Regions from separate parts of the Mus musculus genome. Here region 2 is linked to region 1. Evidence: chromatin contacts called from public promoter capture Hi-C data. All regions are on one chromosome and are shown on one strand. The core of a region is the stretch at or near the end of the contact, and the rest is flanking DNA. Distances in the headings are between cores, read along the strand shown.

What was found. Capture Hi-C pulls out chosen DNA fragments and counts their contacts.
Region 2: a promoter capture Hi-C map of adipose tissue shows a contact between it and region 1. The contact joins two enhancer-like sites. A contact is called at or near these places in 21 of 484 Hi-C or Micro-C datasets (B cells, CD4 T cells, ECoMG-derived neutrophils and 15 more), 10 of 115 datasets of contacts at active chromatin or transcription factors (the NIH/3T3 cell line, T-cell acute lymphoblastic leukemia, embryonic basal ganglia and 6 more) and 5 of 9 other capture datasets (adipose tissue, embryonic tail, embryonic trunk and 2 more).

What each region holds. Positions count from the first base shown.
Region 1 is chr3:142,308,387-142,312,469 of GRCm38.p6, forward strand. Pdlim5 (PDZ and LIM domain 5) reads right to left here. Exons shown (of 13, transcript NM_019808.3): 5 at 3,737-4,083. Among named protein-coding and RNA genes, the nearest start is that of Pdlim5, 85 kb to the right of the region's middle. Within about 2 kb of position 2,370, at least 66 of the 459 cell types and tissues checked have an H3K27ac peak or open chromatin away from gene starts, as enhancers often do. A contact at or near this core is called in adipose tissue, where this site is marked.
Region 2 is chr3:142,421,326-142,425,617 of GRCm38.p6, forward strand. No RefSeq gene overlaps it. Among named protein-coding and RNA genes, the nearest start is that of Gm33189, 10 kb to the right of the region's middle. Within about 2 kb of position 2,631, at least 29 of the 459 cell types and tissues checked have an H3K27ac peak or open chromatin away from gene starts, as enhancers often do. A contact at or near this core is called in adipose tissue, where this site is marked.

The DNA of each region.
Region 1 (4,083 bases), core at 1,120-3,619:
TATTCCTGGTTACTCAGCTAAAATTGGATTGTTATCAAGTATTTAGAAACACTGTAAAATACAGAGTAATAGCCCACAACTTAATGGATCTGAATTCTGAGCTCTGAGCCTATCTATTTAATATAAATGTTTCCATTCTTTTTATTTCAAGTGCCATGTTTCTTTTTTTTTTCCAAACAAATTATGTGCTACACTACAGCCTATTAACTAGCCAGTTTTTATGTATAATCAGTTAATTTTAAATTGACAATAATTCACCATATCTGAGGATCTTACTAATGTGCTGAGGTTAATAAGTAGATTATAGGCAATTAGAAAGGAGGTGTTCTAACAATTCAACAGCTAACTCTCTTTAATATGTCTTACGATAGACATATCCTGTTTCCAAAGAGACTTTACTGTGGTGTATTAATAAAAGAAATGTCTCTATATATTCAGAATAATCACAGCACAATTAATACAAAAATGCTAAGCTGTTGTTATAACAACTCAATTTTAATCTAGTTTTTAAGATAGTCATCACTAGTCAGTTTCCTGTCAGTATGAATAAGAAAAACAAAAATGCCAGGTTTTTCAATGTCTATACCTACTGACTAAAATTTAGCAAATTGTTAACTATGTCTTTTGAGTAATTTTAAAACATATCAACCCTCCAAAACTGACATATAAACAAACACACTACACAGAGATATCTAAACCTGACAGTAACATTTTCTGACTTAATATTCCAAAAAATCAGAAAGGTTTTTATTTTATATAAGAAATAACTGGCTTTTGATATCAATTTGGAAATACTTCAGCTTTAGTATATTATTTACTACTGGTAAAATTTTTAGTTTATCTTTGTCTTGTGACACTGTTGACTGACTGATCAAAATTAATTTCCCCAAGCATTTCGATGTTTAGCCACTGCACAGCAAGCCTAACCCATCTTACACAGCTTACAAAGCTTTAGCAACGCAACAACTACTATAAGGCAATTCACTAAAACAGCAATGCAAACCAAATTTACTGACAACACTGCTTTTCTAAATTACAAATCTTTTGCAAAATTAAGTTAATTTTTGCAAAAACTGAGGATTCATGCTGTTTATTCATATATAAATCACCATATCTGCTTTCCAGTAATGTAGATACTAACTTTGTCACGTGTGTTTTCTGTAAAGAGAAAAGCATTTTAAACCATTATTTGAATACACCATTAATGTTTGCATCTTTTGAGGCTGATTCTTCAAAACACCACATACAAACTGTTAATGTTGCAGCCAAAGAAGACTGAAATTAATGGAGGATACACAAAAGGACTTACCTCCTGAGAGCAGTGGCACATTATAATGCAGGACATGTGGACAGTGAAACGCAAATCAGTTAATCTATTTCGTGTAAGGCAGTTTGTTTCTAGTCAGGAATGTAAACCCTGTTCTATTCTTCATGGAGTAAAAGTGTAGCAGAGAGGAGCAGCATGCCAAGAGCAATAATTTATCCACAGAAGGAAGATTTAAATTTCTTTTAAAATGCCTTGATCATTGTTAGTTATAAGAACAGTTATGTAGCTGCTAACAGTTACTCTCAGAACTATCACTATGCTAGCCAGACTTCTTACTATACAGGGAATAGCTAGTTTCTATCTTAATAATGATGCAATAAGCCCTTGCTTTTGTCTTTAGTTTGTTGATTCAACACAAATGTGGGTGGGATACTCAGAGAACTGGCAAATTAGCCAGTCATTTCAAATCACTTAAAAACCAGCAGTCTAGATGCTTTGAGGAAAAGACAACTCAGCCATTTACTAACTGTCTCCTCTTAAGCCTTTAAACATTTGGTCATTGGTGTGTGCTATTTTAAAAGTAATTAATAAAGACTAATAGCTCTGAAGTTTACAAGAGGTTTGTTTTACTGATGTCATAAAAATCTGGGATACCTACCAGTAAAACACCCGACAGAAACAGGACAACACATGTGACATGGAGAAAGTGCTCATCAATGCCACAAAACACTAACTCTTCAGGAAAACCCATGACCGACTAGTCAAGTATATGGCTGTTTACTTCTCCAATCGAAATGCAGTAACAAAAATCCCCACTTCATGTCCACCTTAGAATTAGTCAGGCACCAAACTGTGTTCTTACTGTCCTAACATCTGGACAGCATTTGAAATCAAGCTATTTTTAAACACTTTCAGTTTGTCAACGCAAAGCAGTAGCTTGCTTGTTAATGATGCAAAACATGTAATAATCCCCTTTATCCTCAGCTTTATACTGTGCTGACCAGCAGGCATGTGCTGTGTGAATGCTTGCAGACTCATTAAGAAGCTGCCACCACGGTCCTGGGACTAGAGCACAGCCAGATCTGCCTGAAAGAAGCTCTCAATCATCTTGACCTCAATGACTAAGGAAATGCCCAGCAAGCCCAGCTGAAGCCCAGTGTAAGCTCAGTACTCCCTAAAACTTCACTTTTCCTTTACCTCAAAAATACTGGGTATAACATTTCCAGAAGTATGCAAAGGTTTTAGTTAAGACATGTCAACTTCAGTCAACTTTCTGTCTACTCAAACTAGAATTTAATAAATACTTCCATTTGCCGTGGACAAGCATTCAAGAGGCAACATCTGATTACCTAGTTTTATTATTCTAGTATCTATTGTCAAAAAAGAGACATACAACAAAAATACAGCCAAACATACAAACATATTCTCTTCCTTGGATAAAGGAGACATAACATTCTTCAAAGGGCACTAATTAACTTCATTGTCTATATCAATACTTAAAAAACAAACAAACAAACAACTACAACCACAGAGCCACACATAACCGACCAGTGGCTCTTCTTGCTCCCTGTACAGCAGCCTGGAGCCTTGCCACCTCCTCTTTGAAAGCCCAGGAGCTGTCATGGCAACAACATTACAGAAAGCACATCCTCTTCATTAAGAGAGTTAACATTCCAGAGGGGTTAGAGCTCCCAGAATGGGTCTACACACAATTATTTTAATTATAAATATCCTGGAGACTTGCATTGGCAAAGCCCATCACAAGTGCATAGTATTTCCCTTTAAAAGTACATTTTGTCGCAACAAATCCAAACAAAATTGTGCATAGATCATTTTGCCTGCAAATAACTTCACCTAAAAGAAATAAATTAGCTACCTAGAAATAATGGCTACGAAAGCATATATGCAACAATAAAACTTGGGGCTTTGAATAGTTTAATATGCTCAAAACAGTTTTTAAAATGTAATCCCTAAATGCTCTAAGCTGCCTCATACAGATACTTGAGTCAGAAGTGATTTGTTTTCAGCTTTCTAGACTACTTCCTGGAGGGAAAGATCAATACAAACCCATTTCCTCTCTCCTTAAGGAGGTGTAGGCATGCTAAGAACAATTACAATCATACTGCTTAAACCTTTGGTGATAAAAAAAAACAAAAGGAAATTTTGAGAAACAAAATTAGAAGATTTGCCTTGCATTATAAGTGCCAACTGCTCAACACTGTAGGACCATGGAGGGCAGAGTTGTAGAGTATGTTACATGCTCAGAACATACCAAAATGCATAATCAAGTTCTGATTAACTTGTAACTGCTTTGTACAGTACTTTGTAAATAAATGAAAGCCACTGTTAGTGCAGCAAATAGAACTTCGTCTTCCTTCAAAGAACGGCTGAAGAGAAAGGACATTGTTTCCTAAAAATTACCTGAAAGAAGAGTTTTGAAAAGGACAGAAATCACCCTGGACCACCTACCCATTTTGCTGCTTAATGTCACCCTGGGATCCTCTTCTCTGTCCCTCTGCTAGCTCCTGAGCAGACTCGGAACACACGCTGGTGACTGTGGGCTGCCGTGGGACATTAACTGCAGGTTTACCAGTGTTCGGTGGAGATGAACACTGGTCAGCACTAAGATTGGCACTAACATGCAGTCCGGATGCAGAGAGGTGGAGGGGAGTGGCAGCGGCCACAGGTGTGGGGGAAGCATGTGATGAAGTGGCGGCATGGGCTGGGGTGAACGCAGACGATGGTGATGGGATGGATGTGACTTTTGGTGAAGACACAGAACCAAAGGGCCGTGGTGCTTTATTGTAGGCCATGTT
Region 2 (4,292 bases), core at 1,381-3,880, 110 kb after region 1:
AATCAAAACTGTAGGCATTATATCTAAAATAAGGCAATATGCGAAGGGGAGTTTGTATTGTTGGTCATTGTGTGCTAGCTGTTACAGTTTCAGGGTGATCTTCCAAACCTTTTCCTGGTTAAGGTATGGTCCATATCCACAGGACACCCAGAGGAGAGGAAAGAACCAAACAGACACACTCTCAAACTGGCCTCACACAAGTTGGACTAAATAAGTACCAGAGCACTTAACTCTGGTAAATCTTGCTATTGCTCGAGTTTGGCATGAATCAGTTGTCATATCTCCAAATATAACATTGACCTCCAGAAACCCTTGGTGTTTTTTGTTGGCTTTCAGGCCTGTTGGGAGCAGTTGCCAGGGATTCTTGGCAATGCTACCTTTGCTTCCTTCAATTACCAACTTAGAAGACAGAGTTTACAATGTCATATGCTGCAGGCAAAGGCTTGCAAGTCAGGTGTCTTCACTCCTGATGTCCAATACCTTCATAGGTGCAGGTTCAGAAATGGCATTACTGCACGTCAAGAGGTGATTCCTAAAGCTATCGGCGTGCTGAATGTTCTTTTGCTTAATTGGTAAAAAGAGAACCGCGTGACCATGTAATCTTTTCAAAGAACATCCAAGTGTATGGAGATTTTGGTTATTCCATTCTCAAAGATGTTTTAGACTGAAATCCTAAATTCCCTGGAAAAACATGTATTTCTTTGGAAATCATAAACAGAGAAAACATTTTTCTTCCACCAGCTAGCTGTCTTGCTTTGTTACTTGGTATCATCTTGGCATACACACGGTACAGCAGAATCCTGGATTAAATTGCTACAAATGCTCAGAGAGAGATTAATGGGGGAGCTTTTTACTCCAGTGTCTCATTTTCCTGGACAGAATGCTGGGAAGGAGGGTTAGAATTCACATTTCTGGGCTATGGAGTGAGTTCTTGTGCTGTAAATAGATTGAAGCCATCTTTGCGTGATGGCTGGAGTTGGGAAAAGGACACCATGCACATCTAGAAGAACACACATAAGCTCCCAGAGAACACAGCTCTGCCTTGCAATTTGAAAAAGGCCTTTGAAGACATCCATGGCTTTGGCAGAGTTCCAGAACCAGCTGGGCTGGAGTGTCCAGCCCAATATAGAATGGCATTGGCAAAGTCTGAAGAGAGTCAGGACACTGTTCCTAGCAAACACGTGTGCGGTCGGCACACATGAACCCTGCTGTCTTTTGGAGACACTTAGAACTATCTAAACAGAATCAATAGACTAAATGGCACTGCAAGAACACAAACATTAATGTCATGCTCATTAGAATTTTTTCCCTTTACCTACTTTGGGACTCAGTTTTCAACACATAATTAATCACTAATTCTAGTGTGCTGGATTGTTGGCAGTATTTTAATTACCAGGAATGGCATTGGCTCAGTTATTTTTGATTAGTGCTTTCTTTGCTTCCTTTCCGAAGAAAAACAATATTCAGGCCCAATTTTGTTTGTGCCTAGTACACAGAAAAGTAGAAACATAGGAAGTAAATAATAGGAAACATTTCATTAAATTATGTATTTATCATTTCTAAGAGTCACTCATCCATCCATCCATCCATTCATCCATCCATTCATTCATTTATTCATCCATTCATTGAGTACTTGATCCAATGTGACTGAAGTGATAAACACAGTCCACAATTCCAAGAAGCTATGATTCTGGTGTATGTTCTGGACACCGAAGGATACACAGATTCATTCAAGCAACACTAAATGCTAATCAAGCTACTATAGAAGACTGGGATCGAGATCATAGTGTGGCCCATAAGGGTGATATTTGCACAAGGGTTTTCTAAACAGCTGATGTATAAGCAAACAGGCTACTGGGTGATATAGTAGAATGGGATACGTAAACATCTATGAACATCTCAGGAAAGAATAAAAGGCATCTAACGTTATGTTCATGTAATGCTTTCAGCAGCGCACAGAAGTCAAGAGCAGAGTGAGGCAGAGAAAAGAGGTAAATGTGTGGTCAGAGATGTAGAGACCAGCTGAGGCTTGAATTATAGGCCCCAGGGGATTTCACTGCACTGTGACAACCACTGAGGTCTCTCTTCTTTATACATTTTATAAAATCTGTGTTCATTCAGATTTCACAATCTTGCTCCTGACTTACTTGTAGTGAAAACCTCCTAAATATACTAGTAACAATGTAACAAGAATTAAGTCTTCAAGTGGCAAATAAGTAACCAGATGGTAAATAAACCACCAGAATGAAATACTTAGCAGGGTATTAAAGCCACTCAAGCATTTAGTGGGCCCTAAAACAGACAGGTGCAACCTCAGCTCCTTCTTTCTTTCTGGCAGGGACTCGACTTGTTCCCTACTCTAAAGCCCCATCTCTTTCCCCAGCCCTGCCTCCCTTGGCTGCACTTGTAGCATGATACGCTCTGCCTCAGGCTCTAAAATTGTTCTCACACATCCATCTCAAAAGTATTTGTCGTCTGTCCTTTATCCAGTGAAGCCCAAGACCAGGACCAGTTGGCCTTCATTAGATCCACCAGGCCTGTTTGTTTGCTCTTTGGAGCTAGGTAGCAATTACCAGCGTTCCAGCTTGCCATATTACCTGATGCCTTCAGCATGAAGTCAGTTAGCGGACAAGAGTGATGAATCACTCTTTCTGTTTAGGTAAGAGAGTAGCCAAAGCTGTCAGGAACAGTTTAGAGGATTCCTATAGTGAAAAGATCAGGCTTCTATTAGTAATCACAGCCCTGGAATTCCTGGAACATGGGCTGGTCTTCTGGAAGATCTATAGCTTTTGTGTTCTCCCAGAGAACTACCCTATCCCCATACTGGACTCTCATTTCAAGGTTTGCCACCAGCTCACCATGCCAACTCAGTATTTGTAAAAATGTGATTTTTTTTTCAAATCATTAACTGTTTTCCTTTTGTTTTTGGTATACACTGTATTTGTTTCTATGGGGGACAGGGGGGATGGGTTGGCCCATTTGTGCTCCCACTCACAAGTAGAGGCCAGGAAACAACCTTGATCCTAGTTTCCTGCCTTTGTCAGTCAGCCTCTGCTGTTGTTTTTTTGCTGCGTAGTCTAGAGAGCTGGCCCTTAAGATTTTCAGGGGCTTTTTTTTTTTTTTTTTGACTTTGCTGCTCATCTCTCTGTAGGAGTGCTGTGGTTACAGATACTGTTGCTATGTAACCAGCTCTAAGATGGGTTCTTGTGACTTGAACTTAGAACTTCACACTTGCAAACCATGCATCTTTACCCACTAAGCTATCCTATAACATCGATGAGCTTTAAAACGGGAGAGTCTTTGTTGCTCTTGTCCTTATTGCTTTTCCCACTCTGACCATATCCTGGGGAAGGGGACTTTTCTTTTCGTGTCCTTATTTGGTATCATTGTAGCTTTTTGTTTATGAACTTCATTTAATTTCTTTTTTCATGGTAAGTCTGCTGGCAATGAATCTGCTTGGCTTGTATTTGCTAGGAAAATGTCATTAGTTGACTTTCATTCTTGAACTAAATTTCATTGCATGTCAATCCTGGGTTGAAAGGTTTGCTTTGTTTTCCCTTTTTTAAAAGATAATTGTTCTATGATCCCAGCACTCAGGAGGATGAAACAGGACAGTCACCTAGGCAACATCCCTCTGCATCAGACAAACAAACAAAACAAATTAAAATTATGTTTCAAGACGTTTCCCTTGGATATTCACTGACAAGAAGTATTGTTATTTCTAATTTTGTGTTTTCTTTTTTGTCCCCATTCAGGCTGCCTTTAATATACATGTGTGCGTAATGTCTTTTTATCTTCTCTGTCGTTTTTGTTTTTTTTTGTTTTTTTGGACTGGGTACTTTTCATTTTGTACACAGGTTGGCCTGAAACCCATGATCCTCTGCCTCAGCCTCTTGAGTACTAGCATTACAGCCATGCACTACTTGCACCTGCAAACAAAAGCAACACCCTGTCCTCCCGAGGACTGGCACCCTTGCAGGACTTTCTCATTGGCCTATGCCTCCAGCTCAGTGCCAGCTGCCCCCATCAGTGGATTTGTGATGTGGACCTGTTGACAGGTCCTGCTTGGGGTCTATTGACATTCTGTGATCCACTGGTTTGTGTTTCTTGGTAAATTTATAATTAGTACTGAAAATCGTTTCCCATGCTCTTCTCCCAGATTCCATTTATATGCATGTCAGAGCACCTAATACCAGGAGTTAGGGATGCTGGCACAACCCTAAGACTAGCACTCTTCAGCAGGGAAGATAGCAAATTAAAGGCTCAAGGCCATCCCAGCCTACAGAGTGAGT